4 separate regions of the Mus musculus genome follow, and all the other regions are linked to region 1. A link is a contact called in public Hi-C and HiChIP or PLAC-seq data. All regions are on one chromosome and are shown on one strand. The core of a region is the stretch at or near the end of the contact, and the rest is flanking DNA. Distances in the headings are between cores, read along the strand shown. Region 1 overlaps Ccdc148 (coiled-coil domain containing 148). Region 2 has its middle 8.8 kb from the start of 5330411J11Rik. Region 3 overlaps Pkp4 (plakophilin 4). Region 4 has its middle 52 kb from the start of Upp2.

Region 1 (2,700 bases), core at 180-2,679:
TCTCTTTTTCATCTTTCCAACTTCTCAGTATTCTTCAACCAATGCATTTTTATTTTCTTAAACTGGACTGCACCATACCTAAGAATACTTATAAACGCACACACCCAGGGGATGGCAAACCTTCGGCAGGAAGTAATATACTACTTGCAAAATCCTTCGGCATCTTCAGACAACACCAAAGATTCCCACATCACAAACTGAAAGCTATTGCCCAAGTAATAGCCATTATTCAAGATTCGTTTTCTGGGCAGGCAGCAGTGTAATATGTGGCTGGTGTCATCCGACGATTTATTGGATTCTTATTACCTGCTGGTGCCACAGGAGCTAAAGAAGCAGACACAAGGGTCACAGGCCCTGCCTTTACGGAGGCGCGAATGGCACCTTCCCCTTGTTACTGATGACTGCTATACTCTTCTCTAATAACACAAATTTTTAAAAAGCTCATGTTTAAAAAGGATAGTCTATGTTTATCATGAACTTTAATTAAAAGATCAATATTATTTGTAAAACGTCTATATTCGTAGTCTTAAAATATATTAGGCCAGTTTTAACTACTGTAAAATCCTGGAGAACATTTAATCACAATAACATAGATAAATTAAACCTTCACTCCCAAAGTAATGAGACTTTATTCCACAGTACTATTTACCTAAATGGTTTCACTCTGGAAAAAAAAAAGTGTAAGCTCTCTTTTTATTTATGAAAGCGCAGTTTACTACTGTCCCATATTGCTCATTGTAACAGTTAATGTTATATAGTTCAAGAATAAAATGATTCCGAGGGCCCCTGAGCTAGGAACCCAAATTCCTAAGAGAGGAATTCCAAAGATAGTAAGTAGATCATTAACTAGTAAGACAACTGAGACAGAGCATGATTTTTGTGTGTATGAGGGGTTGAAATCCCCAGCTGCCCTGGATCTCACTAGACTAGGCTGACCTTGAACCCACAGAGATCCACCTGCCTTTGCCTTCCGCAGTGCTGGGATTTAAAGTGTGCACCACCCCATCTAGCTAGTCATGAAATTTCTTGGGTGCAATTGTCATGGCATGAGTTCAAAAGGGCCTGTGTTAACCACATTAAGCATGGTCTCGCAGGGGGCATGTATATAAATAAAGTTATAGTCAGTTAGTAGAAAACTATAGGATGGGGAGCACAGATAGATAACAGATCATGTTGTGACCCACGTAAGCCTTTCGGGTGATAGAACTTCCTCAACAGCAGAGGCAAGACCAGAGATGGGAGAGCTGGGCGAGGGTTTGAGGGACAGGACAGTGTGCCGGACCGAGAAGGAGGGTGGGTTCAGACTCCTCCCTTTACCTGATAGTCTTTCCCTGGGGGACGGAGTGATGACGTCACCACCCACAGAGAGCGCACAGGGCTGTAATTTGTCATCCCAGGGAAAAATCCCCTTCCTGTCGCTGACTCACTCGTGGTTCTGACTCCTCATACATCGTGTGAGGTCATCCCGGGGGAGGGGGCAGTCCCTGCAGAGCACCCCTTTTGCTACTGTGGGTGTCTGCTGGTTTCTCCACTTATCCTTCGCTTGTCGGATCCCTGCTGAGCCTTTTGCCAGCCCCAGTGCTGGTGCTGAAGCACAGATGCCACGGCCCAAGCAGCTGTGACTCTAGCTTCTTGCCAGAGGCTACCCAGCATTGTCATTACATAGAGTCAACAAGACTTTTTTTTTAGCATATTGTGTCACAATGTCCACAACTTATAAACGATTTCTGCATTATCTTCACTACTATCTCAGGACGATATCAGTCCTTAAAGCAGCGTTCTGAAACAGCAGTATTGGTACAAATCTACATTTTCCTCTTCTATTATTTGGATTTTTCTTGAGACAAGGTTTCTCTTCACGTAGCCCAGGCTATCCTGGAACTCACTCTTGTAGACAAAGCTGGCCTGAAACTCACAGAGATCGGACATGTTTGCCTCGGAGTGCTGGGATTAAAGGCGTGCGCCAGATGAACTTGGTGTTTTTAAATCCCCCATAAACATCACGATATTACCGTTGCGTTTTTGTCTTCAGTGGGCCTGATGGCAGCACACTGTATATGGTTGCACACAGTCACACACTGGGCTGTGGTAATGAAGCCCCCACGGAGAACAGAATCCTGCTTGACTTCTCCTTATCACCCCCGGCACTCACATTACAAGCATTAGTTAAGATCGGGGAGCCGCCGCTCCAACATGTGGAGGTAGTTTCAGCTTTTAAGAAAGTTAACACCGTCTGTAAGTTCTCCTGAAACCAGATAAAGGTTACTAACTCATAAAATACGGCGTGTGAGCAACTGCAGGAGCGGCTCAGAAAGATGGGGAAAGTGAGCCGAGGTGCCAGGAAACGGTACTTAGGCTGCTGTGGATCTGAGATAAACAGAAAAATCTAACAGTGCCTGGATTGTTCCACAAGAAAGAACACTGGTCTGCAGAGTGAGCCTTGGGTCATGACTCTCAGGCGACGCACAATGTGCCATTGGGGTGCCCAGGCCGACAGCCTAATTTGGCTTTTGGTTGAAGGCCAAGCTGGAAAAGGAAGGGGCAGGTGCCTTGTAAGGTGAGCCTTGAATTGTCTGGGGAGGGAAGGAAGACCTCGGGAAACAGACTAAGATCCGGGAAGCACAACCGCATGACATGTTTCGATTAGTCCAGCAACCCCGTGATCTGCAGGCTGTGGGGTGGGGGGATGGAACGGGGCGG
Region 2 (2,700 bases), core at 55-2,554, 350 kb after region 1:
TCCCTTCTAGAGGATTCTTTGAACATTTTTTAGAATTCCACTTGGATTTATGTATCATTTTCAATGTATCTATCTCTTGGCATAGTACTTTAGCAGTTACTGTAGGCATTTCATTATGGCTATTGGTGTCATTTCAGCAGTGTGCATCAAGTTTAGAAACACCATACCCCCTTACATTTCTTTACAACTACACCTTATAAAATATCACTGCCTTAAATAATGTTTCATATATATATATATATATATATATATATATATATTCATATCAAACAGGTATGGTTTTTACTTTAAACATCAAACATAGTTTAGAAAACTATGAAGAGAGCAAAATGTACTGTGGCTCAACCATATTTTTTCCACTTAATATTCCAAAATTTCTTTTCTTAAAAAGAAGTGAGACCGGCCAGTGGTGGCACACGCCTTTAATCCCAGCATTTGAGAGGCAGAGGCAGGTGGATTTCTAAGTTCAAGGCTAGCCTGGTCTACAAAGTGAGTTCCAGGAGAGCCGGGGCTACACAGAGAAACCCTGCCCCCAAAAAACAAAAACAAAAACAAAAGAAGAAGAAGAAGAAGAAGAAGAAGAAGAAGAAGAAGAAGAAGAAGAAGAAGAAGAAGAAGAAGAAGAAGAAGAGACCCTTACTGTGTGGAAAGCTTCCTCTAGCCATGTGTTTGGACTACACCTGCCTGTAGTAAATTCTGTCAATTTCCCTTTCTCTCAGAATGTCTTGATTGTCCCTTTGCCACACCCACTCTAGTGAAAACCATGTGAGAGGCCCAAAAGCTTGGATGCAGTTCTGAGGCAAAAAGTTTCACGGAAACTTAGTCTTAGCATCCCATAGCACGAATGCTCCAAACTTGTCCCTACATCAGTCGGTGAACGGATCTTTGTGCTTTCCTTCAATATTGTTTAATTATAATAAAACTGGAACTGTTAGCAAGAATAAACCCCTTCTCCTACAAGCTGCATTAAGTAAGGGTGGTTTACCACTATTTAAGTGCTTCTAAGGAATGATTTTGACATATAGCTAAATTAGATTAGCCTCCACCAGTGTTCTAATATCCTAGGAAATTGTTGAGCCAACCTTGGGTTTTGTTTTTAGTAAGAATGCTACTCACTCAGACAAAGTGCCTCCAGTGTAGACAGTGAAAGATATCAGGCATTACAATTTACTGGAAAAGAGCTAGAAATCTCAGGGCTAGTCTACAAAGTAAACTTAGAATAACAGCTGAGTCACTCCCATGTGCAGGAATTTACAATGGCATGAAAGAAGGAAGGTTGTGGTCTAAGAAGGAACTAGAATAAATACTTAGAACAACAGCTGAGTCACTCCCATACACAGGAATTTACAACGGCCTAGGGGGAAGGTGGACTATACAATAGACTAGAATTGGAGCTATGGCAAGGGTATAAAGCCCTTGCCTCTGGCTTCTAAGAATAAGCTGACCTTAGGTGGGGCTGCTTTTGATCCCAGTTGTAATCACTGAATTTTATCCCAGTTGTAAATACTGCCTGGTTCCTGTTAGTTTTTGTGTATGCATTTCTCTGTTTTATGTAAAGAGTCATTTTGCATTGGGTAACCTCAATGTACCTTGGATGACCTTAATGCGTTGCCTAACTTCCTTGTTTTCTTCTGTAATTTAAGTCTGATACTCGTTTTGACAAATTACATTCAGATACAGCACTCTCTCTGGGTCAGCATCTGTTTGTCATTTTTCTGCTGACTCCTTACCCACCTGAATACCGGGACCCTGATTCTCCTGTGGGTTGAGGGGCCAACTGAGTCCAGTCCATGGCATCCCTTCATTCATCTCATTAACAATGAGAGAGGCTGAAAGTCCTGACTATTCATCTTTGAAGGACACATCATTACTCTTAGGTGGGGACTTAGTCCAGACTTCCTGTATGGACTCCACATACACTCTAGGGTAATCTTTGTCAGTCATCAAGGCCAAACCTTCTCACTCCATGTGTGGCCTTCTCTGGCATCACTCTGTAGAGACATTAGGTTCTTTATGGGCATGGTGAGGGCACAACTCTGGATTCTTCAATTGGCCTTTCTCCCAAGGGTATAAGGCCTTAGCTTTTCTGTGCTGTCCTGTAGTAAAGATGGAGTTGTCCTAAAGGCCCAGTCTGTGAGAATTCCCTTTTTCAGGCCTTTGCCTACACTTGAGGGCTCTTTGGCATGCACTTGCTACTGTGCCCATCTAGTCTAGAGTATGGAAGGCACAAGCACAGCCCAGGGAGTCCATCCTGTGTCATTCCTTAGGTCCGGCCTTTAGTCAGCCTGCCTTCTCTCTACTGTTCAGTGAATCCTTACATTAGACAACTGTGTGACTCTTCCTAAAGAGAGGTGGAAAGAAAGATGTCTGTGCACCAGTGGAGGAGTATGGAGATGACTTTCAGAAATGGCATCTGGCAAGGGGTAGGCAAAGAAGGAAGAATAAGTCATCAATGTTGGACCTCAAATGTACACTCTGAAGGAGAGAGTGTATTTGGTGTCTGCCACATCTCTGCATCCCTCATTGACATATCTTTGTCCATGGTACCCATCTTTCTGGCAAGGAAACCATCTGCTGAGTGATTGGTAGAATGAAGGTAAAGGCTGATGCAGATGAGTCTTCTCTGTTTGCAGCCATGTTGGCTGTCCAGGATGTGGCCCAGAGGTGCAAGGAGCTGGGCATCACTGCTCTGCACATCAG
Region 3 (2,700 bases), core at 189-2,688, 300 kb after region 1:
TCAAAGATCCAGATTAAAAGTGGGTCTTCCCACTTCAAATGATTAAGTCAAGACAAAATCCCTCACAGGTGTGCCCAGCGATTTGGCTTTTAGTAATTCCAGATGTAGTCAGGCTGGCGGCCAAGAATTACCACCACAGCCTATACCTGAACCAGCACAGAAGCTACTCAACTGAAGGTTGGGTTTCAGGAGAGAGAATGACTAGTCACGTTAAAGGAATGGGCTAGCTCAGTGAACAAAGGGTAGAGTGGCATATGGGGTATATCTCAAGCCACCTTTCAATGGCTGCTCTCTGCTCCCATTCTCAGGGATCGTTAAAGTCAGGCTGCATGGCTGAAGGGTAAGTTGTTCAGCTCCGCAGCTCCCACATATTTCTGTCCATCCAGGAACCTCAGCTCTGCCGGGGAGGAAGCACGAAAACAAATGCGCTCCTGCGAGGGGCTGGTGGACTCGCTGTTGTATGTGATCCACACGTGTGTGAACACTTCTGACTACGACAGCAAGGTCAGTACCCTCCCAGCTGCTCACCGCAAAACAGAGTGAGTGCTCGCTCAACAGCACAAGTTGGGCATGATGTGGCAATGCAACAGGCCTGGAACCATGGGTGAAGGACCTCACATGGGTCCCGGATCTGTGTGGTTTCCAGGTGACAGCCCTGAGCTCTCTTCCTAGTCTTAGCCACTGCCCCATCTCAGCCCCACCCCAGTTTCTCTGCACCCTCCTGTTTCCTCTTGTGACATTCTAGCGAATTCTGCCCCAGGGGCTGGGAAAGACCGCAAGTCCAAGCTGAGTATCAGGAGTCCCAAGGTGTGTGCCCGTGTGGTGTTGGGCTAGGCTGGGCTAGGAGAAGCCATTGGTAGATCTTGGGTCACAATAATGAGTCTGAGAGAGAAAAAAATAACTAGTCACCTGCTGGGGATGGGGGGGGGGTGTCTCCAAAGAAACAGCCACGTTTTTAGTTGAGCTCATTAAACAAGACCTGCAGATGACATTGAGAGAAACAAGCAAGTTGGGAAGGAGGACTTGCCAGGTGGGGCAACTCTAACCGTGACTTTAGACATCGGAGTTGGAATGACAGTTGTGCCCCCCCCCAGCCCCAATTAAAGATTTAAAGTATGGAAAAACAGATGCAAAAGACAAAATGTCAACAGAAAGATTAGGGCATTCCTCAGAGAAGGGAGACAGGAAATAGAGGGGCAGCAGAGGTAAGACCTGGCGATAGGGCTGCTTCCGGGAAGGGAGAAGGAAGTACTGGGATGGAGGATGGGAAGTCGTGGGAGGCCTCAGCATCTCCAGTGCCGTGTGGCACTGAACAGGCCTGGTGGATCTTAGTGTAAAGCCAGTCCACGCTTCACAGCTGCACCCTGGCCCTCAAGACTGGAGAGCAGTTCTCCTCCCCTTAGACGTCACATTCTAAGTCAGCAGTATTTCCTTCACGTTCTCCATTTACTTCCTGTTGGTGTGTGCAGTGCCGAGTCGTCTCATGTGATGTTTTTAATTACACACTGTGTTGGGTTTCAGACAGTGGAGAACTGTGTGTGTACCCTGAGGAACCTGTCATACCGGCTGGAGCTGGAAGTCCCTCAGGCCCGGCTGCTCGGACTGAACGAGCTAGATGACTTACTAGGAAAAGAGTCTCCCAGCAAAGACTCGGAACCAAGCTGCTGGGGAAAGAAGAAGAAAAAGAAAAAGAGAACGCCACAAGAGGACCAAGTTAGCATTTCCTTTTCTCTACCGTTTTACTTGTTAGAGAGTGAAAAGCTGTAATTTGGCAGAAAAGATTATCGCTATTTAGCTAAAACCCAGTCCAGCAAAATGCATGAGTAGCAGCCAGAGGGCTTACCCGTTTCCTTTCCCCTCAGCCTGTGCCATCTGTCTTTCAGTGGGATGGAGTCGGGCCTATCCCTGGACTGTCCAAGTCCCCCAAGGGAGTCGAGATGCTGTGGCATCCATCAGTGGTAAAGCCGTACCTGACTCTGTTAGCAGAAAGTTCCAACCCTGCCACCTTGGAAGGCTCTGCCGGATCCCTGCAGAACCTCTCTGCTGGCAACTGGAAGGTGAGATGTTTCCTCCTATACACATTTCTGTCTGTCTTTGTGGTCGGGTCAGCCACAGTGGGAAAAGGACACACTTGTTTATAGAGTTTGTCCATAAAAGGGAGTTATGCGGTCTGGGGAGGAGACAAGATGCCACTCTGGGCACCCTAAAATGAATATGATGAAGTTCCTTCCCTGAGAATCTGAGGTTGATGCGCAAGTGTTATAGTATCCACTGGGTCGGTGCTGTGTGATCCTGGAAACCGACTTCTAGGGTGGGCTGGCAGGGAAAAGGGGGAAGGGAGTTGAAGGCCCCTGCAGGATGAACCGAGCTCAGCCACCAGGGCCTAAGGCTGGGGTGGAGAGGAGGAGCTGATGGGCAAGAAGAACAGACAGGAGGGAACAGGCCTTGTGGTAGGAAAGGACTCTGGGCTCAGCAGGCTGCTCTGAGGCAAAGCCGACAGGACCAGACAGAGCGGCTGGACGCTGAGCTTCAGGAATGAGGCCTGACCCACAGACAAGGGGACTCTGAGGTTTTCGGCAGCTAAATAACAAAGACAAGCCAGTGCGGACACTGTTGGGTTACTTCTGTGGCTTTACAGGGGGTGAGGATAAGAAAAACTAGAGGCTGGGCTTCCCAGAAGGAGCCAGTGCCACATCATAA
Region 4 (2,700 bases), core at 17-2,516, 340 kb before region 1:
AGACTCTACCCCTGTTTTTAAGTGGTGGTTTCTGTGTTTGTGCATCACTCTTAATATACCCATCATTTCAATAAGGATTTCCATCGTATTAGAAGCAGAGAACATCATACTTCAGTATGACTGTGTGTTGGCTGTTGACCACCCATATGATGGGTAGCTACCATGTGGTGGCTCTGTTTCCAAACAAGGTCATATTCTGGATGAAGAATTGGGGGATATAACTGAATATATAACAAAGGACAAGAGAATACCTGATCCCAACACATGTTGAGTGCACCGAGATCATGTTCCAGTAACATCTTAGGTGTTATTGGCTGTGATTTGGGACTGCAAGTTCACAGGGCTGAAAGGTCCACATGAAGCCAAAGCATCGGAGGACACACCCACACATGGATAAACATGCTCTTGCTTTGACCCTTCTCTGCCTCAGTTCAACAGCCACTTAAGAGGAAAATACTTTGTGTTCCACCTCCAGTCTACAGACCCGTCTTATCTTTAGACTCCCAACTTTGAAGCTGTCCAGAATATAGAACTTCTCATTTACATCAACCCCACCAGCTTTATGTGCTGTTCTTAGTCAGCTCCACTTCCTGGGCCCTTTTACCCGCCAGATTGTCAAAATGGCTACAGTATGTGCAGAAACGTAAGAAATATCCCACTTGTACTAAAAGGATGAGGGGATTGTGTCTTTAGAATGAGTGCATACTAATGCTAGCAATTTAACGGGCTATATGGACAGCCCCACTCTGATTGTACCAGTAAGGACCATCTGTACCAACGCAGAGATGCTCTGCCAGCCATGGCTAGTGTTTGTGTAGGTTTTCACAGGGCAGATGTTGGAAGGATATATATTTTGTGTTATGCAGTAGCAGTAGACAGGCAACTAATATTTTTTTCCAGTTCAGTTATTCATATCTCAGCCTGCTGTAGAAAGAAGTCATTTCATTCTGCAGAGAAGGGAAGGGGCTTGGCTCTTCTCTTTCACCCTTGAGCTGGAACAGCCTGTGGCTAATGCCCGTTTGCAAAGCACCTCGGGAAAGCATTTTTTTTTTTAAATTTGATCTGCTTTTTGACTTCTCAAAAGACATCACAGTCAAATGTGGACATTAAAAACTCTATTGAGGGTTTCTATAAAATATGACAGAAAAGGAGGGATGGCTGTGTATGTCCAACATTTTGACTGGAGTTTTGTCCTTAGGGACTAGGTCATCATTCCTAGTGTTATTCATGAACCAAATCAAAGGTTCCACTGGGCTATCCACAATTTTCCACAGGGGGAGGAAATGTTTTTCCCTTGAGAACTGCAAGAATCTCATGCTGTACCGGGGAGATCTAATCCATTCTGGCTGGTTTCACTCAGATACTCTGTGTCTCCAATTATATCAATTATCTGGGCAATCTTCATAATTAGTGGAAGAAGGCTTGACCTGTCAGAACCAACTGTAGCAAAAATATTTGGGTGGACGGTGTACGCTACCGGTGTCCTGTGAGTTTCAGAGGCTAGGTCAGGGGTGGAGGCTGGGCGGTTGCCGGGGTCAGCTTCCCAGTTGGTAATGGGCTCTGATGTAAGGAACTAAGTGGCCTACAGGTTCTCAGGAGATCAGGTTTCTGGTTGAGCATGGGCTGTAGCCAAACTGTGCCACACTGAGTTGGATTCTTCACCTCATAGTGACTTCATACTTGTAAAAGGAAAATAGGAAGCCAGACGATTGTACTTAGTGTTGATGGAGCAAATGATGAATACAGCACCCAATGTAAACATGATTTCATTTGGTCCTCAGAACCAGTTTTGAAAGGAACTTCCTTCCCCCAGAGGTCACACAGCTAGGGCTTGCTATTCAAATGGCAAGACGTTTCCAAACTCCCTCCTGACTGGAACTGTAATGGCTCTTCTTGAAAACTGAGTAGAAGACTTGGCAAACCAAGCGAGGCACAGGCTGAGACTCTTGCTATTCCGAGCGCACGGACTAACAGTTCGGATGCCTGCTCCTGTCTTTTAGGAAAGGTTGACTCTCAGATCCCACTACAAATCCATGCATGAGAACTTAAAGTTCTAAGCCAGATTCCAGTGTAATTATGGCACCTTTAAAACTTTGAGAGATGCTGGTCTGAGGTCAGTCCAAGGTCAGTCAGCCTGGGACCAGTGCGGCAATTCCAGCCTTTTCTCATCTCTAGTAAACCCTGCGGATCCCAACCCGGGGTCCTGGGGGAGGGCTGCTGGAGATTGGTTCTGGAAGTTAGTTTTGTATGCAGTGCCTGGAGTGTTGGTCTCTCATGTTATGTGCTCCTGGCTTTCACCTTCGCTCCCCAAAGGAAACCTCAAGTCACCAATGTATAAGCAGGAGTTAAAAATGAACTTTGTTGATTGACAGCAAGGGGTGGCCATTGTGAATGAATTAATGTATGTGTAGGGCACCTCCGTTGTCCCTTTACAGGCAGAAGAAATTGCTGTTCTAACTCTCCCTCTGGCTTCCCTTCTTTATTTAACAATGGCTGCACACAAAAGCTTCCTATGGAAAGATAATTGGATTTCTAACTCTATTTGTTCAAAACTCACTTAACATTATAATGGTCCTAGTTATATTGTTTGTATCAGCTCATCAGTAGTAAAATACCAATTTCTGGATGCATATCTAAGTTTTTCTGCCTATACCTGGCATTACAAAGGCAAGGAGGGGGAAAAAATGAAGGCAGAAATAG

The links. Hi-C and Micro-C count contacts between places; a contact is called where the count stands out from the background. HiChIP or PLAC-seq counts read pairs in DNA pulled down with a chosen protein or histone mark.
Region 2: an HNF4G HiChIP or PLAC-seq map of pancreatic cancer cells shows a contact between it and region 1. The contact joins two enhancer-like sites. A contact is called at or near these places in 6 of 115 datasets of contacts at active chromatin or transcription factors (cardiomyocytes, embryonic stem cells, neural progenitor cells and 1 more).
Region 3: a contact with region 1 is called in an H3K4me3 HiChIP or PLAC-seq map of bone marrow-derived macrophages, with 3 times the contacts expected there. The contact joins two enhancer-like sites. A contact is called at or near these places in 1 of 484 Hi-C or Micro-C datasets (embryonic stem cells), 3 of 115 datasets of contacts at active chromatin or transcription factors (bone marrow-derived macrophages and embryonic stem cells) and 1 of 9 other capture datasets (pancreatic islet).
Region 4: a contact with region 1 is called in a Hi-C map of muscle stem cells, with 4 times the contacts expected there. The contact joins two enhancer-like sites. A contact is called at or near these places in 1 of 484 Hi-C or Micro-C datasets (muscle stem cells) and 2 of 115 datasets of contacts at active chromatin or transcription factors (embryonic fibroblasts and embryonic stem cells).

What each region holds. Positions count from the first base shown.
Region 1 is chr2:59,041,427-59,044,126 of GRCm38.p6, forward strand. The region is part of intron 1 of Ccdc148 (coiled-coil domain containing 148); the gene reads right to left. Among named protein-coding and RNA genes, the nearest start is that of Ccdc148, 120 kb to the right of the region's middle. Within about 2 kb of position 1,430, at least 50 of the 459 cell types and tissues checked have an H3K27ac peak or open chromatin away from gene starts, as enhancers often do. A contact at or near this core is called in bone marrow-derived macrophages, muscle stem cells and pancreatic cancer cells, where this site is marked.
Region 2 is chr2:59,394,082-59,396,781 of GRCm38.p6, forward strand. It overlaps the pseudogene Gm13551. Among named protein-coding and RNA genes, the nearest start is that of 5330411J11Rik, 8.8 kb to the left of the region's middle. Within about 2 kb of position 1,305, at least 25 of the 459 cell types and tissues checked have an H3K27ac peak or open chromatin away from gene starts, as enhancers often do. A contact at or near this core is called in pancreatic cancer cells, where this site is marked.
Region 3 is chr2:59,337,198-59,339,897 of GRCm38.p6, forward strand. Pkp4 (plakophilin 4) reads left to right here. Exons shown (of 22, transcript NM_026361.2): 13 at 387-504; 14 at 1,522-1,713; 15 at 1,884-2,057. Among named protein-coding and RNA genes, the nearest start is that of 5330411J11Rik, 48 kb to the right of the region's middle. Within about 2 kb of position 1,439, at least 68 of the 459 cell types and tissues checked have an H3K27ac peak or open chromatin away from gene starts, as enhancers often do. A contact at or near this core is called in bone marrow-derived macrophages, where this site is marked.
Region 4 is chr2:58,701,920-58,704,619 of GRCm38.p6, forward strand. It overlaps a transcript of Upp2 not described here. Among named protein-coding and RNA genes, the nearest start is that of Upp2, 52 kb to the right of the region's middle. Within about 2 kb of position 1,267, at least 6 of the 459 cell types and tissues checked have an H3K27ac peak or open chromatin away from gene starts, as enhancers often do. A contact at or near this core is called in muscle stem cells, where this site is marked.